Regions from separate parts of the Mus musculus genome. Here regions 2, 3, 4, 5, 6 and 7 are each linked to region 1. A link is a contact called in public HiChIP or PLAC-seq and promoter capture Hi-C data. All regions are on one chromosome and are shown on one strand. Each heading gives the region's core, a stretch centred on a gene start, on an enhancer-like site or on the middle of the called end of the contact. The rest is flanking DNA. Distances are from core to core; before and after follow the strand shown. Region 1 holds the start of Pdpk1 (3-phosphoinositide dependent protein kinase 1). Region 2 holds the start of Flywch1 (FLYWCH-type zinc finger 1). Region 3 holds the start of Mlst8 (MTOR associated protein, LST8 homolog (S. cerevisiae)). Region 4 holds the start of Elob (elongin B). Region 5 holds the start of E4f1 (E4F transcription factor 1). Region 6 holds the start of Prss32 (protease, serine 32). Region 7 holds the start of Rnps1 (RNA binding protein with serine rich domain 1).

The links. Promoter capture Hi-C pulls out the DNA fragments that hold promoters and counts their contacts. HiChIP or PLAC-seq counts read pairs in DNA pulled down with a chosen protein or histone mark. Capture Hi-C pulls out chosen DNA fragments and counts their contacts.
Region 2: an H3K4me3 HiChIP or PLAC-seq map of bone marrow-derived macrophages shows a contact between it and region 1, with 6 times the contacts expected there. The contact joins the promoter of Flywch1 here to the promoter of Pdpk1 in region 1. A contact is called at or near these places in 1 of 39 promoter capture datasets (cranial neural crest) and 1 of 115 datasets of contacts at active chromatin or transcription factors (bone marrow-derived macrophages).
Region 3: a promoter capture Hi-C map of macrophages shows a contact between it and region 1, with 5 read pairs. The contact joins the promoter of Mlst8 here to the promoter of Pdpk1 in region 1. A contact is called at or near these places in 11 of 39 promoter capture datasets (the SN4741 cell line, cranial neural crest, frontonasal cranial neural crest and 7 more), 5 of 115 datasets of contacts at active chromatin or transcription factors (the 230-238 cell line, embryonic limb bud, embryonic stem cells and 2 more) and 2 of 9 other capture datasets (adipose tissue and liver).
Region 4: a FOXA1 HiChIP or PLAC-seq map of pancreatic cancer cells shows a contact between it and region 1. The contact joins the promoter of Elob here to the promoter of Pdpk1 in region 1. A contact is called at or near these places in 3 of 39 promoter capture datasets (cranial neural crest, embryonic stem cells and hippocampal neurons), 1 of 484 Hi-C or Micro-C datasets (regulatory T cells), 4 of 115 datasets of contacts at active chromatin or transcription factors (bone marrow-derived macrophages, effector CD8 T cells, embryonic stem cells and 1 more) and 4 of 9 other capture datasets (adipose tissue, embryonic stem cells, liver and 1 more).
Region 5: a promoter capture Hi-C map of adipose tissue shows a contact between it and region 1. The contact joins the promoter of E4f1 here to the promoter of Pdpk1 in region 1. A contact is called at or near these places in 18 of 39 promoter capture datasets (the 3T3-L1 cell line, the C10 cell line, the HPC-7 cell line and 13 more), 1 of 15 datasets of contacts at CTCF or cohesin (the NIH/3T3 cell line), 4 of 484 Hi-C or Micro-C datasets (the G1E-ER4 cell line, Sertoli cells and palatal mesenchyme), 20 of 115 datasets of contacts at active chromatin or transcription factors (the 230-238 cell line, the HPC-7 cell line, the SCID.adh cell line and 15 more) and 4 of 9 other capture datasets (adipose tissue, embryonic stem cells, liver and 1 more).
Region 6: a contact with region 1 is called in a promoter capture Hi-C map of pancreatic islet. The contact joins the promoter of Prss32 here to the promoter of Pdpk1 in region 1. A contact is called at or near these places in 5 of 39 promoter capture datasets (the 3T3-L1 cell line, the HPC-7 cell line, cranial neural crest and 2 more), 1 of 15 datasets of contacts at CTCF or cohesin (the NIH/3T3 cell line) and 2 of 9 other capture datasets (adipose tissue and pancreatic islet).
Region 7: an H3K27ac HiChIP or PLAC-seq map of embryonic stem cells shows a contact between it and region 1, with 9 read pairs. The contact joins the promoter of Rnps1 here to the promoter of Pdpk1 in region 1. A contact is called at or near these places in 23 of 39 promoter capture datasets (3T3-L1-derived adipocytes, the C10 cell line, the HPC-7 cell line and 17 more), 2 of 15 datasets of contacts at CTCF or cohesin (CD8 T cells and the NIH/3T3 cell line), 7 of 484 Hi-C or Micro-C datasets (B cells, the G1E-ER4 cell line, bone marrow-derived macrophages and 4 more), 31 of 115 datasets of contacts at active chromatin or transcription factors (the 230-238 cell line, the HPC-7 cell line, the SCID.adh cell line and 22 more) and 5 of 9 other capture datasets (adipose tissue, embryonic stem cells, liver and 2 more).

What each region holds. Positions count from the first base shown.
Region 1 is chr17:24,140,116-24,142,994 of GRCm38.p6, forward strand. Pdpk1 (3-phosphoinositide dependent protein kinase 1) reads right to left here and starts at 1,479. Exons shown (of 14, transcript NM_011062.4): 1 at 1,322-1,479. The coding sequence starts at 1,345. It overlaps Gm33409 (a long non-coding RNA gene), which reads left to right and starts at 1,448. Exons shown (of 2, transcript XR_876671.3): 1 at 1,448-2,045; 2 at 2,336-2,483.
Region 2 is chr17:23,770,209-23,773,087 of GRCm38.p6, forward strand. It overlaps Flywch1 (FLYWCH-type zinc finger 1), which reads right to left and starts at 1,394. Exons shown (of 8, transcript NM_001357994.1): 1 at 1,207-1,394.
Region 3 is chr17:24,477,732-24,480,610 of GRCm38.p6, forward strand. Mlst8 (MTOR associated protein, LST8 homolog (S. cerevisiae)) reads right to left here and starts at 1,347. Exons shown (of 9, transcript NM_001252464.1): 1 at 1,281-1,347; 2 at 589-727; 3 at 380-431; 4 at 132-294. The coding sequence starts at 717.
Region 4 is chr17:23,827,599-23,830,477 of GRCm38.p6, forward strand. Elob (elongin B) reads right to left here and starts at 1,511. Exons shown (of 4, transcript NM_026305.2): 1 at 1,485-1,511; 2 at 1,246-1,380. The coding sequence starts at 1,487.
Region 5 is chr17:24,453,955-24,456,833 of GRCm38.p6, forward strand. It overlaps E4f1 (E4F transcription factor 1), which reads right to left and starts at 1,438. Exons shown (of 14, transcript NM_001301784.1): 1 at 1,181-1,438. The coding sequence starts at 1,334.
Region 6 is chr17:23,852,343-23,855,221 of GRCm38.p6, forward strand. It overlaps Prss32 (protease, serine 32), which reads left to right and starts at 1,430. Exons shown (of 5, transcript NM_027220.2): 1 at 1,430-1,584; 2 at 2,037-2,199. The coding sequence starts at 1,455.
Region 7 is chr17:24,413,284-24,416,162 of GRCm38.p6, forward strand. It overlaps Rnps1 (RNA binding protein with serine rich domain 1), which reads left to right and starts at 1,392. Exons shown (of 9, transcript NM_009070.2): 1 at 1,392-1,451; 2 at 1,758-1,879. It overlaps D330041H03Rik (RIKEN cDNA D330041H03 gene), which reads right to left and starts at 1,230. Exons shown (of 6, transcript NR_033554.1): 1 at 1,029-1,230; 2 at 418-645.

The DNA of each region.
Region 1 (2,879 bases), core at 229-2,728:
CAAAGTTCACTTCATAAATATCCAAAGTACTGTCACTCTGACTTCCACGATTCATGTTTTTGCGTGCTAGCCCAAGCACCCCGGGGTAAAGACACAAGTGTTGCAACACCCTTTTTTGCCTTTCACCATTTTTCTCAGCTGGATAGGTCCTCCTCCTTTTAGAATTTGGATTAATTACCATCCATCTCACAGTAGAGGGTTATAACTTCAAGTCCATGGATGAGATGCAGAAGGCTCTTGAGCCTCTGGTAGCAACAAAATTCCGTGCAACTGTGTATGCTTCTCAAAAGGAGCCCATACTTTGATTCTTAAAGGGGCTCATGACCCTCCAAAAACCACTACCACAGACACATCCTAGACCATACTGAACCAAGTGAGTTTCTTCAGTCCCCTCGAATAAAGAGACCAACAACCCTCTTCCCATCCCGCCCCACTCCCTGAAAGCTGGAGTGAGGATCGAACCCAAGAGCCCTGAACATGTGAAGCAAGCAGATTACCACTGAACCACAGCCCTAGCCCAAGGAGGTTTGCCTTTTGAACCAAATCTTGCTCGGCGTCTGACATCTTCTCATCAGCCACTTCATATCTCATACAAGGCAGACACGCTGATCTAAGAACTCTAAAACTTACCAGAAAATACAACTATGGATACTTATTTAACAACACAGAGAAAACAAACATTTCACCCAACAAGTGGTTGGTTTTGTCGTCCTCGTCCTTCCGCCCGCCCCCCCCAACCCCTCCTCCCTGTCAAACTTAGGCTGCCCTCGCTGGGGCCTCTAAGCCCGGCCTCCCAGGGCTTCCCACCTCACTGAGCGTAGAACTGCAGGCAAGAGGAGGACCGAAATGCCCCGCTGACCAAGAATCTGGAAAGGAGCCTCCAGCATCAGGTGCTACAAGCAGGAACTCACATCTCCTGCTTCCCAGGAACCTCCTCCAGGTAAAGGATGGAGAATGCTCCTCCTCGGGCAGGACCTCAAGGTAAGCCCAGAGGCTCGGCTCCAGGCTGCACAGAGCCGAAAACAAACTTTCCAGGCACTTCCACCCCGCCCGACCGGGTGACACCTCCCGGCCTCCCCCGCCCTCCGTGCCCTGTCAGCGCCCCCGGCTGCCGCCGACAGCCCGAGCCGGGGCCCGCATTCCCTGCCGCAGCCGAGAGGAACCCTCGGCCGGTGCCAACAGTCTTGCCCGCCACCCAGCCGCAGGTGAGGCGCCGCCCGGCCCGCGACACCGGGCCGCCCCGCCTCGCCCAGCAGAACCCAGGCGACCGCCACGCTCCCGGGTAACGGACCGGTGCGCCCTACAGCAGCCGCGCGCTCACCAGCTGGCTGGTGGTCCTGGCCATGAGCCCCAAGTCGGCGCGGGCGCCTCCCCCGCAGCGTTGCGCTGCTCGGCGCCTCCTCAGCGTCCTCCTCCCCGCGGCGGAGCCCCAGCAATGGCCGCCCTCATCCTGCGCCCGCCCCGCCGCCTGCCGCCCCCAGCGCCACCCCGCCCCCGCGCGACGCTAAGCAGGACTTCCGCGACGTAGCCGCCGCTCCTCTCGCCCATTGGTCAGTATAGCTGTCATTGGCGGCGGGCCGTGAGGGCCCCGCCCCCGACCAAGAGCCGTATTTCCGGGTTGGGGCCCGGCGCGCTTGTCGAGGGAGGCTGAGCGAGCCAATCAGAAGTGACGGGGAGGGGCCGGGGCCGGAGCGCCGAGCTGTCATCCGCGTTCCCTGTCAGGTAAACTGAGGCTCCGTAGCCAGCGGGCCAAGGTCACGCCTGGGGCAGCAGCAAGGCTGAGCTCGAACCTACTGCCAGGACAACTTGAATCTGATTCACAGGTCACGAGTAATCTGGGAGAGAAATTGGGCTATGATTTGAAGCAGAAAACAAGCCGTCCTGTCACTCCTGATGAACCTGTTTTTGCCAATATTTTGATGGACGTCTTTGTGAGCTTGCTTTTTTTTTTTTTTTCCTTTCCCAGCAGGATCTCACTATCGAGAACAGACTGGCCTCCTACTTGCGGCAATCCTGTCTCAGCCTCCCAGCTGCTGAAATGACAGGTATGCCACATCCTCCTTTAGTTGTCATTATGACAACCGCTGTAGATGTTTTTTTAAATTATGGTGAAACGCATACAATTTTTGTAAACTTTTTGCGCTGTGTGTACAGTGTATGTGTGTGTCCACTTTGTGGGTTTGTCAGATGTCTTCCTATACCAGTCGCTACCTGGAACTTGCTGATCCCTCTTGGCTGGCTGGCTGGCCAGTGAGATGCAGTGGTCCCCCTGTCTCTGTTTTCCCAGGGGTGAAGGTACAGACACACCCCCACCATCTCCAGCTTTCTTTTACAGGAGTGCTGAGGACTTGCCTGCATAGCAGGCATCATACTGAGCCATCTCTACAGACCTTCCCCATTTTTTTTTCAGTGTTGGGAATTAACTCAAGACCTCACACATGCTAGATCATCTCAAAATTAAATGTTTCTAAATTACACCCATAGCCCTTGCGCCCTTTGTTTTTTGTGGTGTTTTTGAGACAGTGTCTCAGTATGTAACCCTGGCTAGCCTGGACATCACTATGTAGACTGGGCTTGTCTTGAATTCATGATCTTTCTGCCTTAGATTTCCTAGTGCTTGGGTATAGGTATTCACCACCCTTTCCAGATATTTGTCATTTGTGTAAAATAATTTAAAGTGCTGAAAATTACTGTGAGTATTCAGCCTTAAATGGGGCATCTAGAACCAGGTCATAGTGGCTTATTCCTTTGATCTCAGCACTCAGGAGGCAGAGGCAGGGCTACACAGAGAAACTCTGTCTTGCAAAACAAACAAACACAAGATAAATAAAAGGGAGCATCTATATGAGTCCCCCTCCAAATAAGGCTTAGGGAACCTT
Region 2 (2,879 bases), core at 144-2,643, 370 kb before region 1:
CTGCAGCAGGACATGGTGATACATACCTTTAATTCCAGCACTCAGGAGGCAGGGGGTGGAGGAGCTCTGTGAATTTGAGGCCCACCTGAAGCCCACAGATGAGGGCTACATAGAAAAACCCTGTCTTGAAACAAACAAACAAAAAGGAATAAGGCAGAGAGTGATAAACAGCCTTGTGTATGCATGCACAGAGACACACAAACACACACTCAGAATGATAAGGAAAACCCACATGAGATGTGGGAAGCCAACTGATAGATTTCCGCAATCCTCCTAGATGAGAATCTTGGCTAGACGGATTCCTTTACCTAACAATTCAGCTTCACATCCCTCCCCCAGCAAAGCCATCTTCATCTGCATAAGTGAGCATGTATTATCAGCTCTCCTCTACTTCATATGCTGTTTTGTTCCCACAAGTCAGACTAGTGGCACTTGGGAGAACAATGAGATAAACATACCAGAAATCTAAACCAAGCCCCAGCAATGGTAAGGACCCTGGAAAGCAAAGAAGTTAAAAACAAAACATCATAACAAAAAGATCTTTCTTGGGGATGGTTATCTGATTGTAGAGTAAGGAGTAAAGGGGGGTTTAAAACTGTCAGATAAGCTAGGTCTTGAATCAATGGGTTAGCAAGTCAGTCATTTGGAATGGAATGGAACGGAACAGAAAGGAATGAATTAGAACACAGCCTAAATAGATCTGCGTCATGTGAGATTGGTAAGCGACTCTCTTTAAACTTGCGATTCACGAAATCTATCTTCAGGCACAGAATATACACATAAAACATCTTTCTCAGTCTAGAATGCGTCACAAAGTTTGAAAGCCACAATGGGCAACCTATAGTCTGAACGAGGAGGGGTAACAACCGGCAAAAAGTGCAAGGTCATTGGGACCTGCGGCCGCCAAGGATGGGCCGCGACGGAGGACAGAGCTGGATGGACATGCAATGGGTGGACACGGTTCAAGGAAGATGGGCGAATGTGTGGTCCCGGATTTAGAGGTGTTAAGATCGGTACAGGAGTCGAGTGGGTTGATGGAGAGATCAGGTAGAAAGGAGGCGCATCGTGGATGTCCGACAAAGAAGCACCCCATGCCCGAGCTACAGAGCTGGGGCCCCTCCCCAGCACCGGGCGCGACCCCAGGATAGCCGGACCAGGCATCGCTCCGCTGGTCCGACCCTCCCGCCCGCAGGGGCCCGTCCTCACCGACGGCAGCGGGCCCTGCCTCTCCGGCGGCTGAGCCACCCGATCCTTCGTGTGAGTGTCCGCCAACGCAGGCGCCGGCCTAGCAGCCGGGGCTGCTCTAGGAACCACGACCCCGCCGCCCGCTCCCGCCGCCAACTGCCCCCTGGGGAGCGAGCCCGTGCCCGCGCGCGCGCCCCCGCGAGACGCCTGCTTGGGAAGCCTAGAAACTACTAGCGAGCATGCGCAGCAGAGGCGCGGAGCCATTCCTGAGGCGGATACCACTTCTCCGGGTCTTCTCTGCGCAGTGTCAACTTGACACCCTAGCCAATCAGCATCAGGGGCGGGTCTACTAACAAGGAAGAAGGCGGGACAACCCATGGTCCCGCTACTGCATCCGGGAGGGCGGGGCGACAGGTGAATTTGTAGCAAGGATGCAGGCTGGGAGTCATCACTAAAAGGATGACAGCGCTATTGATAGAGAGAACAGGACTTTTATAGGATTTGACTGCATTCTTACGAAGTTGTAGCTTTGGCTTAAGTGCGTCTTTAGGCCTGTGACCTTCAGAACTTTCTTTTTTACATTTTAAGTATTTTATTTCTTTATTTTTTATTTTTATTTTTATTTTAAGACAGGGTTTCTCTCCGTAGCCCTGGCTGTCTTGGAATGCTCTCTATAGACCAGGCTGGCCTCAAACTCAGAGATCAGCCTGCCTCTGCCACCCTAGCACGGTGAGTACTGGGATCAAAGGCATGCGCCACTGCCACCCAGTTTTCTTCCTTCCTTCCTTTCTTTTTTATTTTTTAAAAAACATAACTCTGACATATTTTAAGTGTATTTTTAAAATGTATTTGGATGTTCTGTCTGCATGTGTATCTGTACACCATGTGCATTTCTGGTGCCTGTGGAGGCCAAAAGAGGGCATAGGATCTCCTGGAGTTGCCCAGAGTTATGAACCACCATGTGGGTGCTGGATATCAAGGCTGGGTCCTTTGGAAGCAGCCCAATGGTCTTCATAACTGAGCCAGTTCCAAAGAACATTCTTTTTTTTTTTTAAGATTTATTTATTTATTATATGTAAGTACACTGTAGCTGTCTTCAGACACTCCAGAAGAGGGCATCAGATTTCGTTACGGATAGTTGTGAGCCACCATGTGGTTGCTGGGATTTGAACTCTGGACCTTCGGAAGAGCAGTCGGCACTCTTAACCACTGAGCCATCTCGCCAGCCCTCCAAAGAACATTCTTATGCAGCACGTTGAAACCCTTAGATACCCCCCTCTCCCAATCCAGGACTATCTGAGATTTGAAATAGTGACAATAACAGATCGCATATTTAAATAAGAATCCAGGAGCTGAATGTGTGTGGCACAAATGAAACAGAAGCAAGAGAATCAGGAATTCAAGTCTTTCATCAGCTACATAGTGAATGTAAGGCAAGCCTGAGCTACATGAGACCCTGGGTTTTAAAAACAACAATATAGGTGAATAAGTAAGTAGAAGAGAAAGATAAGGGTTTTGGTTTTGGTTTTGGTTTCAGAAATCTAAAAGTTAAAAAACTTTTAACTTTTAGAGAGAAAATGGGAAGCCCTGTGTGGCGGGGCAAGCCTGTAAACTCAGAATTGCGGAGACAGAGGCAGGAGAATGAGGCCATCCTGGGCTACACAGCGAGTCCTGGAAGCTGATTCTTCATAGAC
Region 3 (2,879 bases), core at 97-2,596, 340 kb after region 1:
TTCCCTCCATCGCCCGCTCAACCCCTCTTGCACTAAGACTAACTGATTGCAGAATAGCCTGCCCACAGACAATCCCCTGGCCTGCCCACTCCCCGGGCAGCCGTCCTCTTCAGCCCAACACACAACACCACCTGAGGTCCCAGATGCGAGCTGTGCAGTCCTCGCCACCTGTATACATCCAGCGACCATCCTCGTGAAAGCCCACTGATGCAATGTTCTTACTGACTCCGTCATAACTGATGATGGGGTTGGGGTTATTGGAGTTGAGATCATACATGCGGATATGTTGGTAACCTAGGGACACAGGGGGAATTGAAGCATGGGTGTGCCAGGTAGAACTACGGCCAGTAAAGGGTCAGAGGTCGAGAATCTCAGGTACCTGCAGCAGCAATCATGCTTCGGTCCGGAGTAATCTCCAATGCATTTACCTGCTGAGCATGTTAAGGATAACAGGAAGAGAACCCAGAGAGGGAAACCTTGGGGCTACAAGGCCATCAAGACCTCCACCACCTGGCCTGAGTTTCCCCAAACACATATCATTCATACTTAATTCTGGCCAGCACCATCCTGCTGCCAAGAGGAGGATACAGAGTCCTGATGCTGCACTGTTCGAGTGCAGATTCCACTGTGAGCCTGCCAAAAGCGCACCGTGTGGTCATAGCCTGCAGTTGCTAAGATGACAGGGTCACTGCCCACTGTGCCTGGGGTGGTATTCATTGTTTGATGGCTGGAGAAAAAAAATGAGACCTGCACTGGGCCAAGAGGTGATAAGTAAGGTCCAAAGGTCAAAACGTTTGGAGAGAAAAGATGTACGCATAACAATCTGCACACTACAGTGTACCGGTATTAACTTCACTTTAAAACTAAGAAAAATAAGAGTGTTCAGGGTCACGCTGACAGTCTCAAAAAAAAAGACTCCGGCTACTTTGCTCCCGGGAGAGTGTTCCTTCAGCTTCACCCTCACGCTTGGAGACGCCACCTCGCCAGCAGCCAGCAGGAGGCAGTCACACGCAGAAGGCCATCGCCCGGGCGCCGTCTCTCGCAAGGGTAGGCAACGCATGCGCATGGCGACTAAGGAAAAGCCCGGCACTGCTGCTGCTGAGCATGCGTAGTTGACCGGCACTGGGATCGGATGGGTGGGGGCGCTATCTGGCAGGACCCCCGCGCTCCCCAGTGCTCTGCACACCGCCCTGGCTCTGTGTTACCGGCCCGATTACCCCGACCGCACTCTCCTAGCCACCCAGTGGTCGGTAGCAGCCCTCATCCCGTGTCCCCCGTACCTTAACACACGCTCTGCACTCTGCCTTAGTCCAGGACGGCGAGGCGAGGAGGAGCTAGTCGATAGAAGCCGGGCCGAGCGTAGAGCTATCGATAGTAACTCCGGGCGAGACCATGGGTCCGGGGAGTGGGGGAGTTGAAAGGGATACCAGAGTTCTGAGACGAAGAACTCCAGAAGTGATCGTGCTCAGAATGGCCATCAGCCGCGACGCCACCCTTCAACTCACTGGGAACTACAGCCATGGTACTGCTGCCTATTTTCCAGACTTGGCTCCCAGAAGGAATTACACTGTCGTCGTCCCTCCACCCCCCGCAGACATACACAATCACCTACCCTACCAACCAAGCTAGAATTTCTAGGTAATGCAAAATTTTCAGATAAAAATCATTTTTTCTTTTCTTTTTTCCTTCCTTCCTAGCTTTTCTCTCTTTCCTTCTTTCTTTCTTTCTTTCTTTCTTTCTTTCTTTCTTTCTTAATTTCTTAATTTCTTAATTTCTCTCTCTCTCTTTTTCTTTTAGTATAGGCATATCTCAAACACTGTACTAAAAGAATTACTTTCTTACAAGAAGTTTGAATGCAACTGGGCAGTCTGTTACTTCTATTTGCTTTATCTGGTAGCCATAGTCTAGACCCTTTCAGCCTGATCCTGAGGGCACATAAGCTAGCCCAGAAACTCGTTTAAAACTGCAGACTCTCATGCCTCCATTTTTTAAAATTTTTAATAATACTTTTTATTTAACCCAATATATAAAAATATTCTTTTAACACATTCAACATAAATATTTTGTGCTTTTTTATTTTAAACTGAAATATAGTGTGCATCATGTTCTTGTGAATAGTTTCAATTTAGACTAGATAGATACATTACAAGCACTCAACAGCTTTATGTGTCTACTAAATAACATTGAACAGATAGGTGTAGAACATCTGATTCAAGAACAGCAAATTAGCCGGGTGGTGGTGGCGGCGCAGCCTTTAATCCCAGCACTTGGGAGGCAGAGGCATATAGGAGAGAATAATATTTATATTCCTAGCTGGGGAAAGCCTAGCTGGAATATAAATATTATTCTCTCCTATATTACATCCCAACTGCAGTTTCCTCTTCCTCCCCTCCCCCAAGCCTCTCCTCTCCTCTCTCCTCTCTCCCAGATTCACCCCACCACCACCACCACCAAGTACTTCCCCTCAGGAAAGAGCAGGCCTCCCAGGGACATCAACCAAACACACACAAGCTACAATAAAACCAGGCACATACTATCACTTTAAAGCTGAAAGAGGCAACCCAGCAAGAGGAGAAGGATCTCAGGCAGCAGAGTCAGGGACAGCCCAGCCCTGTTAGGATTCCAGAACACCAAGCTTATATGCAGAGGACCTAGGTCAGAGCCTTAGCAGCTCTCTGACTCTGCAAGACCCCAGGAGGTCCACCGGCCCCTCTGTGTTCTTGTGGTGTTCCTGACCCCTCTAGTTCTTCTAATCCCCCCCCCCTCCTCTGCAGGACTCCAAACTCCGCCTAGTATTTGGTTGTGGCACTCTGCATCTGTCCCCATCAGTGGCTAGGTGAAGTCTCTCTGGTCTCTTGGTGACAATTCTGCTATCATGC
Region 4 (2,879 bases), core at 261-2,760, 310 kb before region 1:
AGAGGTCCTAAGGTCCCAAAGACAGCCAACTTAGGTGAGGAACTTAGGAAGAGGCATCCCTAAGTATAAAACACATATTCCAGGACTATATCCAAGAATTTCCAGCTCTGACTGCACTGATGGCTTACAGCAGCTAAAAGCTCTGGCAGAGACTTCCAAGGGCATTTTCTAGCACCCATATAGATTGGTTCACAATTCCACTTCCATGAGATCTGATCCCTTTGGCCTCCAGAGCACCTGAGCACCTGGACTGTATGAGAGCAGGTATCACACACACAAAAATAAAACTCACAGGCCTCTGAATTCTGGCTTTTCCAAGCTCTCTAGATATATCTAATTCAAAAGGTAGTTGGAATTTTTTTTTTTTTTGAGAAAATATCTCAAACAGTATTTTGTTCTTGAAATTCTGATCCTCCTACATCTAGCTCCCAAACAGGATTATTGCCCAGTTTTTTCCGCCTGGTGATCTAACCTAGGCTTTCATACAGGTTATGTTAACACTAAACACAGCTGCACCCCTGAGTCCTATCAAGTTTTTCTCTCCACTCCCCACCTTTCTTTTAAAAATCAACCTTAACCTTAAAACGGGAATTATGAGGAGCATAGAAAGCAGCACTAAAAACACTATGTGGTTCCTAGACCAGCAGAGGGTCTTTCAAGAAAAAGATCAGTGGGTATCAGTGAGAAAAGCCCTTTAGAGACATGAATCCAGGCTCTAATCTGGAGTTACAGCTGGAATTAGCTCAATGTATTTAGATTACTGGCACGCTTCTGGGAAGCCTGACTCGGGATTGGGGCATGAGGACCCAACTCCGCAGGCTAGCTTATTCAAAACTGGAGCTGGCTTCTGGAGGTGAGCTTGAATGCCAAGTGTTTCTAGAACATCAGAAGACTGGCGAGGGTAAACACTGGCTGGGTGAATCACTGGTGGGATCTTGACCTATCTTCTAAACAACACTTGCATTCCTCGAGTTCCACCCCACCCTGTGACAGTGGGATTCCGGTGGGCTCCCGACAGGCCGAAGGTGGCTAGCCAGGAACAAACCCTGGCTCTGCCACGACCTTCGGCTGCGTAAGATTATCGAGGCCTCGGTTTCCCCAACCGCTGAGCAAGACGGCCTGGCAGGGCGGGGCGGCTGCCGGGAGACCTGATGCTGCCGGCTCTTCAGCACGATCAAGAGACCTCCTTGTTAAGTGTCCTGTCTGGACCCCCGCGCGCGCAACCGCCACGCCCGCTCGTCGCACCTTGTAAAGCCGCTGCTCCTCTGGCGGCCGCTTGAGGATGCCCTCGACGATGCGCTTCAGTTCGAACACGGTGCTCGACTCCTTGGCGTCCGTAAAGATGGTGGTCTTGTGGCGCCGGATCATGAGAAACACGTCCTGAGGACGGCGGGCCCGCGTCAGCGCTAGCCCGCGGCCCCCGGCGTGGCCCCGGAGCCCCCGCCGCCCCCGGCCCCGCGCCCCTCCCCCCCGCGCCCGCTCACCATCCCGGCGGCTGCTTCTGGCTCGACGCGCCGGCGCGGCCGCGCTCCGCCCCTTCCCGGCAGCCCAAGCGCGACCCAGCGTGCTCTGCGCGGCCCCGCCCGCCCCGCCCCCTATCCTGCAGCCCCTCCCACGCCGTTGCGGCCATCTTAAGCGATCCGGAAGCCACTTCCTGTGCTTGGCCGCCATCTCGGTGTCTGGGTTATAGGTGGTTATATATTGAGCCCGTCTCGGATCCGTGGTGCAAGCTGGGCTTGCTTTGGGGCGTAGAGAGTGAGTCACGGAGAGCTACTCATGCATATCTGCCATGAACAATTTTATATGAGTGTTTTATCTGCATTTATGCCTATGCAACTGTTACATGCAATGCTTGGGAAGGCCAGAAGAGGGCCGTCGGGTCCTCTGGTCGTGTGGGGTGCAGGAAATCGAACCTAGCTAACTCCTCGAAGAACAGCCAGTCCTCATAATCATCGAGCCATCTCTCCAGCCCACGTTTATTTATGGGTCAAGCTCTTGCAGGGAATGTGAGGGGTAACTTTACAGCCATTTTGAGACGATGTACAATTTTGGATCTAAGATCACCACTGTGTATTCTCCTCATCCAGCTCTAGGCTTGGGTCTAAGGGTTTGTTAAATCCAATTCAGCCATGCTTTGTGGCCTCTTAGGAGCTAGAGAAACTATTGCTCTTCGAGACTTCTGCTGTAGTTATTAGGGTCCACTCTAGCTAGACTTGGCCACCTGGTCCCAGTACACCAACTAAAAAGTGTTAATAGTGAAAAGCATTGATAGGTTTACTTAATGTGGCCATAAGAAGAGGTCCAGTGACTTTCCCAAGTCGACTGTGGAGTTTGTTTAAACTGAAATGGAACAAATGAGTAGTGTTAGGCAAGGTATGGCCCATCATTTGACTGTCCTACAAGATGGCCTGATGAGCTGTGACATCTGTTTCAGGTCAAACCCTTCCTTATTCCAACATGAGATTCCTGGGGAAATCCTGATTACTTGGAGACCATTGTTTTTAACAGCCTTGAGAAGGCTAGGCTGACTTCACGACAGACTTCAAATTGGCAGTTAAGGACACTAGGCCTAAAAACTGGGCAAGTCCAGGGAAGTCAATTGATGATTTAAAAAAACAAAACAAAACAAAACCCTAGGCTCCAGCCTTCATGTCCAGGTAATGGACTGTCCCAACTACCTCGTCTGATGCAAGGACAGTGGGTCAGCAGCAGTTTCCAGACATCCTCAGCTACTTAGTAACAGTTCCCAGACCTCCCCAGCAAGTTTCTAGTCCCCACACCATGTTAATAGAATTCTGTAGAGATGTGCACAACAGATTAACATAGAGGTCACCTACACTGGAATTCTCTAATGTGCTTTAAATCAGGCCTGAAAGCTC
Region 5 (2,879 bases), core at 188-2,687, 310 kb after region 1:
ATGCCTTTATCCCAGCAATGGGGAGACTGAGTCAGGACCATCTCTGTGAGTTCAAGGCCAGCCAAATCTACATAGTGAGACCCTGTCTTTAAAAAACAAAAACAAAAACCAGGAACTCAGCTGGATAGTGGTGGCTCATGCCTTTAATCCCAGCACTTGGGAAGCAGAGGCAAGCAGATTTTTGAGTTCGAGGCCAACCTGGTCTACAGAGTGAGTTCCAGGACAGCCAGAACTATACAAACACTGTCTCAAACAAACAAACAAACAAACAAACAAACAAAAAACCTAGAAACTCCAAAGAGTTCCCTGAGACGGTAACTGACTCTCTCCAAGCTGAAATAAGGGAAAAAAAAATTACAGTGGGACTGAGTTCTTTCATGACAAAGAGCAGCAATATACCAGTAATACTTGTCAAACCACTTCCTGTCTGATCAAATCTACAGCTCCGTGGAACTAATGCACAGGAGATACCCAAACCACCTCTAAAAAATATCAGCACCTAGAGACGTAATCCTTGGTGCCAACACAGCCCTCGGCATACAGACACGATTTTAACTCTTTGCCATACTCCTAGGAAAAATTAAAGGGTTTAAGAGAGGAGTTACAGCCCCGGCTCCAATCTGATCCTTGACAGGAACCAGATGGACGACCTTGAACCTCAATTATCTCCATCTCTGAAGTGAATAGTAGTAATGATAGTTCGCCTTTCGAGCTTGGTTTAAGTAATGGTACAAGTCGGATTGAGCGGGGGGTGTTCCGCACATTCTTGGAAGCGTTGCTCCACCCCGTAGGGAAGGCCCAGGTCCTCAGTGGGGCGGTGCCGCCTCCCCAGGTCAGGTCCCTAATCCCTGTCTGACAGAGCGGCCCCGCCTCCAGTCTCCAGCTCCGCCCGAACTAAGGCCCGAGTGGCAGAGGAGAAGCAGAAGCTAGGGCTGATGGGCGCTGAAGAGGAGCGAGCGATGTTTGTTTGGCCAGATCGACCCCAAGGGGCTGGAGAAATGGGCTCCCTGTGAGCCTCTGCATCTGGCCCAACGGGTTAGAGGCAGTCCGAAGGGAAACCTGTGAGAGTTGTGAAGGTTTACAGACACTCGAGTAGCCAGGATCCGGGCGAGACCGTACACCGCAGCCCGGACAGAGCCGCCCGCACCCCGGCCGCACCAGGCTTCGGTAGGCTCGTTACCTTCCTCGCTGAAGGGCGCTGGGAGCCCAAGGAAGCCGCCGGAGGACAAGGCCGCCGCCGCCGCAACCCCGCCCTCGCCCGCTTCACGCCCGGCTTCGGCCCGGGCTTCTGCCGTATGAGCGGCCGTCACCCGCACTGCCATCGCGCCCTCCATGTCGCAACGCGCCACAGGAAGATGGCGGATTTACGACCATGTCGTCATAACAACGGGCCGCACCGAGGGCTGCGTGTCCGACAGGCAGGGGGCGGGACAAAAACGAATTTGACGGACAGGCAAAAAGGCGGGGCTATGGGTTGCGGTCTAGCGCGTCAGTAGAGGTGGAGCTTGGCTCTTTGAGAGCCATCAGCGCCAGACATCAGGGCGGAAGTGGGCGTGGCTTGTGTTAAATTGGCAGGACTTGGTCCAAAGTGAACTATCCGTGGAGTAAGAACTCTCCCTTTCTCTCACTTTTTTAAAAAAAGATTTATTTACTTTATGTATATGAGTACATGTACAGCTGGTTGTGAGCCTTCATATGGTTGTTGGGAATTGAATTTTTAGGACCTCTGCTTGCTCCGGTTGCTCTGGTTGCCCCACTTGCTCAGGTCAACTCCACTTGCTCAGTCCCTGCTCGCTCAGGCCTAAAGATTTATTCATTAAGTACACTGTAGCTATCTTCAGACGCATCAGAAGAGGGCGTCAGATCTCTTTACAGGTGGTTGTGAGCCACCATGTGGTTGCTGGAATTTGAACTCAGGACCTTCAAAAGAGCAGTCAGTGTTCTTAACCGCTGAGCCATCTCTCCAACCCCTTCTCTCACTTTTTTGTTTTGTTTTTTTAATGTAGTATGGTTTGTCTGCATACATGTCTGTGCACCACGTGCATGCCTAGCGCCCGTGGGGCCCAGAAGAGGGTGTCTGACCTGGAACTGGAATTACAGATGAAGTTACATGTAGGTGTTGGGAAATGAACCTAGATACACAGCCAATGTGTTCTTAGCCGCCCAGAGAATCTGAACTCTTTAGGGTTGCTACCCAATATAGAATCCTGGACTCAGACCTGGGTTGCAATGTCAGAATTTCCTGGGCATGAGAAAGAACTCCATTTGGAGATAGTTCGAGTGCTCCTTTCCAAAGACTTTTTTTGTAAAGATTTATTTTATGTATAGGAGTACACTGTAGCTGTACAGATGGTTGTGAGCCTTCATGTGGTTGTTGGATATTGAATTTAGGACCTCTGCTTGCTCTAGTCAACCTCGCTCATTCAGTCTGTACTCACTCTGGCCCAAAGATTATTTATTATAAGTACACTGTAGCTGTCTTCAGACACAACAAAAGAGGGCGTCAGATCTCATTACAGGTGGTTGTGAGCCACCATGTGGTTGCTGGGATTTGAACTCAGGACCTTCAGAACAGTCAGTGCTCTTACCCACTGAGCCAGCGAGCCAGCCCCAAGACTTTTATTCGGTATATGAAAAGTATTGAAAAGTATACATAAAAGTGACCATTTGTGACATTTAGTACACCGACTGAGTTGAGCGCTTATCACCAAAATTGGTTAACTGATTGGTTCATTGGTCGATTTGAGACAGGGTCTGGCTTTGTAGCTCCCTGTGGCCAGTAACTCGGTGGCCCCGGTAACTTGGTGCTGGGAATATGCCTGACTTAGTTCTAGAACATTTTCATCATCAAAACCTGTACTGACTGTAGCTCATTTTGG
Region 6 (2,879 bases), core at 180-2,679, 290 kb before region 1:
GCTTTGTCATGAGTCAATGGGAGGGGAGGTCCTTGGTCCTATGAAAGCTTGATAGATGCCCCAGTGTAGGGGAATCAAGGGCTTGGAGGTGGGAGTGGGTGGGTGGGTGGAGGAACACTCTCATAGAAGCAGGGGAAGGGAGAATGGGATAGGGAGTTTTGGGTAGGGGGAACCGGGAAAGGGGATAACATTTGAAATATAAATAAAGAAAATATCCTGCTGGGCGTGGTGGCGCACACCTTTAATCTCAGCACTCGAGGCCAGCCTGGTCTACAAAGCGAGTTCCAGGACAGCCAGGGCTACACAGAGAAACCCTGTCTCGAAAAATCTAAATAAATAAATAAATAAATAAATGAATAAATAAATAAATAAATAAATAAATAAATAGAAAAAATAAAGAAAATATACAATTAAAAAAAAAAGCAACTTCAGCACCCACCCCATGGGATGTGGCACACCTCTTCTAACAAGGCCACACCTCCTAGTTCTTCTCAAATAGTTCTACCAACTGGAGACCAAGCATTCAAATATATGAGCCTAAGGGAGGTGAGGGGGGCATTCTCATTCAAACCACCATAAACTCAAACTCAGTATTGTAGCCTAGCTCTGAACTTTCGACTCAATTGTCTCTACCTCCTGAGCCCTGGAACTGCAGGTGTGTGCTACACCAGCTCATCTGGTTTATGCAGGTACTGGGGATCAAGCGCGGAGCTTTGTGCATGCAGGCAGGTACTCTAGCAACTGACCTATAGCCTAAGCCCTTGTTTTCTTTATTTTAAATTATAAATATATTGGTGAACACATTGCACACAGGATGGAGATGGATGTGGAGACTTTAATATTGGATAAGATGGGGTCTGGGACTGAAGCATAAAGCGACACTGCAGCTGGCGAAGTAATTACTGTGTACAGTTTCCATTTCAGTGGGGGCATCTGGGTGTTTGAAGGCCAGTGAGCCTTTCTGGGAACAATCCTTTTTGAAAGGAGTTGCCTAGAGACTGAGTGAAGGGCAGCCAACAGAAGAGAAGTTTCTAGAGAAGACAAATACCACAGGAGTCTGAAAGGATGTCCACATGCCTCATCCTCCAGCCCAATGCTGGCATGCCCTTCTGCCTAGAGCTAGGCCCATGGCTGCCCTCTGGTGGACAGCGATGGACACGAAGGCTCCCGAGGGTGCCAGGCATACTATACAATGATTCTGCATCAATGAAAGTTGAGGGCCGTGGATGCTGCGGTTCCTGGATCAGGAAGGGGAGGACCAGAGGACCCCAGAGCATGAAGCATGTAGGGAAGTCAGGGTCTCTGTGCCCAGGGACAGTGGACATGTGAGGCCTCTCCCAAGGCTGCAGGGCAGGTGTGGAGGCTGAGCCCCACCCCAGGGCAAGTCCTGAAACCACACCAGAGCTGCAGTCCCTCTTCCTCTTCCTGGAGTATTTGGCCCCAGCAGGTGTACCATGGAGCTGGCTCTGCCTGCCATCCTATTTACCTTCTTTCCTGGAGTTCTTCTGGGGAGTGAGGTCCTCCCAACCGACTCTGACAGCCCGTCTACCACGACAGGCAGGAGGAGCATTGACTTGGACTCAGGTGAGGTGGTGTATGGGGAACGGGAGCTTCGGGAAGATACGTAGAATGCAGGTTTTGTTGTTTGGGTGGCTTTTTTGTTTGTTTTGTTTTTAGTTTTATTCTGTTTCTTTTAGTTTTGATTCCTGGTCTCATTGTAGCTCAGGCTGGCCTCCATTTTACTGCATAGTTGAAGCTGACCTTGAACTCCTGATCCTCCTGATTCAGTCTTCAGGTGCTGGGATTACAGGAAGGAGGCAGCAGAATTATAGGTTTGGAGGCAGACCCAGAGAGCTGTTTGATCCTGGCTCCTTCTGGCCTTATACTAGGCAGGTGCTATTAGGCACCAGGTACCTGAGACATCCTCTGGCCCACACTGGTCAAGCTCCCAGGGGCTGTGACAAACGAGCCAGGTTTGAGGGTATAGAGAAGGGCAGAATAGCCATGTATCACCCAATCCTACTGATTCCTTGCAGTGTGTGGACGTCCCAGGACATCAGGCCGCATCGTGTCAGGACAAGATGCCCAGCTGGGCCGGTGGCCTTGGCAGGTCAGCGTGCGGGAGAATGGGGCGCACGTGTGTGGGGGATCTCTGATTGCTGAGGACTGGGTGTTGACTGCTGCCCATTGCTTCAACCAGTGAGTGTCTCCCTATGGGTCACGTGGGCTGGGGCCTGTTGGATTTCCCTACATTCCTTTCAGATGACTTCATTTCTCCATTTGAACCATAGCTCCTGCCTACTATGGCAGGAGATGAGGCAGGGTCATGCCATTTTATATCTCAGTTACCTGTCTTGTTATTCCTCAAAATCAACTCTTGTATAGAAGGGATGGCTCAGAGGGTAAGAGGGTTTGCTGCACAAGCAAGGTGACTTGAGTTTGAATCCCCTGCCCAAGTTAGTGCAAACAGCCAAGTGTGGCTTATGCCTGGGGTGTATGTGGGAGCACGAGGCTCTCTGGGGACTGCTGACTTCCAGTACAGTTCTAGGTTATGTGGAAAACCCCGTCTCAAGGCTAAGAGTAATAGAGCAGGGTATCTGATGTTACCCTATGCTTTCTGTACACGCCTAGGAACCTGTGTACCCACTGACATACTGACATGCAGACACACACGGTGGGGGGGGGACAGTTACTAAATCAGCCCTTGAGAACCCAAGGTCTTTGTGTATGTATGTGAGCATATGTGAAGTATGTGGCCATGAGTGTTTGAATGTGGGCACAGACATGCCACAGTGCATGTGTGACAGTCAGAGGACACCCTCAGGGGTCACTCCTTATCTTTCACTTTTCTTTTTTGTTATTGTTACTGTTGGTTTTTA
Region 7 (2,879 bases), core at 142-2,641, 270 kb after region 1:
CAGACTGGATGATGTAAGTGAGGGTCATCGTTTATTTGTTCCGTTCCACCAGAGAACAGCTAGCATCCACTTACCACTCATGTCTGACCACAGCAGACACAACAGCAATGCAAGAAAATCAGCTTATCCCTAATATCCTATACATTAAATAATCTTAAATCCAACAAGGGTACCAGACCAAACTGTCTAGATCTGCTAACCCCACCCCAAAAAATGAATACCTCAGGAAAGCAGACTTCAGAAGCAGGCTCCTCTTCCTGACTGTCCCACAGGACACACCCAGCTCCTTGGACCGAGATAATCTCTTCTCTCCATCTCTCCGGGATCACCAAAGTGCACATTGGCCACTTTCCTATCTTTCACAGCAATATGTAATCCAAATCTAAGTCACCTTTGTACCTTCCTCCTGAAGCTCACCTTAGCTCTGTTCCTCTTTCTTCGTTCCTGCCTCAAATCTACTTAGATAACCGCGGGGATTGTGTGCATATCCCTTTCTTCCGCAAATAACGGAGCAAGAATGTGCTAGGCAAACCGGGCGGTGGCGCTCGTCTTTAATCCCAGCAGTTGGGAGGCAGAGGCAGGCAGATTTCTGAGTTCTAGGCCAGCCTAGCCTGGTCTACAGAGTGAGTTCCAGGACAGCCAGGGCTACAAAACAAACAAACAAACAAACAAAAGAATGTGTTGGCAAAGTCGGGAGGCGGGGCACTACGGCGGGTGCTACTCTTTAGCCTCGTGCAGAGACCAGATCCTCTATGTCCTTGCTAAGAAGTTACTGACGTAACCCCGGTATAGACTAGCGTGCCTCTTCTTCTCCCAGCGATCCTGAACGCCTTTGCTGTTCCTTCTGCCCCACGCATTCTTGTCAGAAATGTCTCCTGGGAGAAACCTCCTTCAACATTTCCTCAAACTTTTTTCCTTTCTGGCCTCATCGGCCGCCCGCTACACCCAGTCAGCTGTATCCCACCAGCACAGAGACCATATCTATGCAATCACCACTAACTACCAGAGACTTGACCATAGGAACTCACCGTCCGTACCAGCCTGTCCCTTTACTACAATAACGCGGCCTCAGCAGGGTGCCTTAGATCCTAATGACAGCAGAGGCAACCCGAGTAGCTCCATCCACACAGATCCGGTAGGCGCCAAAGAGCACAAACCTCTGGTGCCGGTCAGCCAATCATCGCGCGCTTCAGAATGAGCAAAACAAGTCCAGGAAACTTTAGACCAGTCGGGGAGGGGGGGCGGGGGGGGGGACCGTAGGCGCTACGACGCTCCGCCCACACACAGTTGCTGTCCTTTAGTCCTCCACCGCTAACTTGCATTGGCTGAGTGTGCTTACGTCATCGTCGCGCGACGACGGCTGCGCCTTCCCGCTTCTCACCTCTGACGACAAAGTTGCGCCGGCGTCCTGGTCTGAGAAGAGCGGGAGGAGGTGGCGGCCTTGGGAAGATGTAAGTCGGGGTAGGAATCCGGCTGCATCCGACCTCCGGGGACCTTCTGCCAGGCTTGGCGGGGCGCATCGTGGAGCCGGTTGCGTTCCTCAGTGCGGCAGAGGCCCGCCGGCGAGGAACAGAGCCCGAGGAGAGAGTGTGGTTCAGGTCGGGCGGAGTGGGAGGTGTCGAGGCCGCGGCCCGGAAGTGGTCGAGGCGGTCACCGACGGAAGGGTGATCCCGCACGGTTCGCTCGGCGGCGACCCGCTTTAGCCTGCAGGACTCCAGCAGCTGCGAGCCCTGCCGCTTCTCTTGTTTTCTTGTCAGGCTGGAGACCTAGGCTCGCCACACCGGGCCCGACCTGAGTAGTGAGTGGAGAAAGAGGGTGGGAGGCGAGGTCGATGTCTGTGGCCGGAGCGGACGGTGCAGATTGCGAGCCGGCCTAAAAGGTTGGTTTCCTTTAAAGATCTCTTTCCACGAGTGTCTGTCGGAATCCAGTGTGCAGTTCTCAGTTCTGGGCATTGAGGATCCGTCCTAGGATGGACCGAGCACGGTTACGGAGCTCAGCGGGAGAGGATATGGGAAGGTTATGGTTGATGGTAGAGACGTGGTGGAGGCTTGCTTTCTCTACCTTGTGTTACTTCGTAGGCACTGTGTCTCCGATGTGCTTTTATATGTAGAGAGTGCTTTCAGATTGCCAAGACGCCCTCTGCTCGAGATTTAACCATTTGTTTTCTCCTCTCTCTGACTGTTGGACGCACACCTTTCCGGAGGATGGGAGAGGTGACCAAGGTCCTGAGCTGTTACCTGAGCTTGAGTGAACAGAGACCCTCACCTTTGCTTTCTAGCACTCGACCACACCCAGCAAAGAGTTCGCTTACGCCGCAGTTCATAATTTGTAGACTGCTTAACAATGGGTTCTGCCTGTTTCATAAAGTACATTCCAGCAGGTCGGGGTGCGGGTGCACAAGGGTGATCTCTACCCTTTGTCACTGGTATGAAGCACTTGAATAGTAACCCAAACCCCAAAAGTACATACCAGATTTAAATGACTTAGTATAGAAAACCCACAAGAAATTTAGTAATTTTATGTTGATTATATGTTACAAAGGTAATGTTCATTTTGTTAAAAACTAGTTTTGGGACCCACACACTGCCTTTAATCCCAGCACTCAGATGGCAAGTCAGAGTTTGAGGCTAGCTTGATCAACCTAGGCTAGCCAGGGCTGCCTAGTGAGACCATGTTTCAATAGGGGGGAAAAAGCCTTTAATTTTGGACTGTCAGTACTTGTGAATGGTAGAGGTCTTGTTGAGTATACTGGGCTCAGTGTTACTTCGTGTAGCCTTGCCTGTCCTGGAAGTAGACCAGGACAGACCTTTGAACTCGAGAGCCTCATTTCCCAGTTCTTGTTTCTAAAAAAAATAAGAAAGGTTTCACTAACTTTTGTG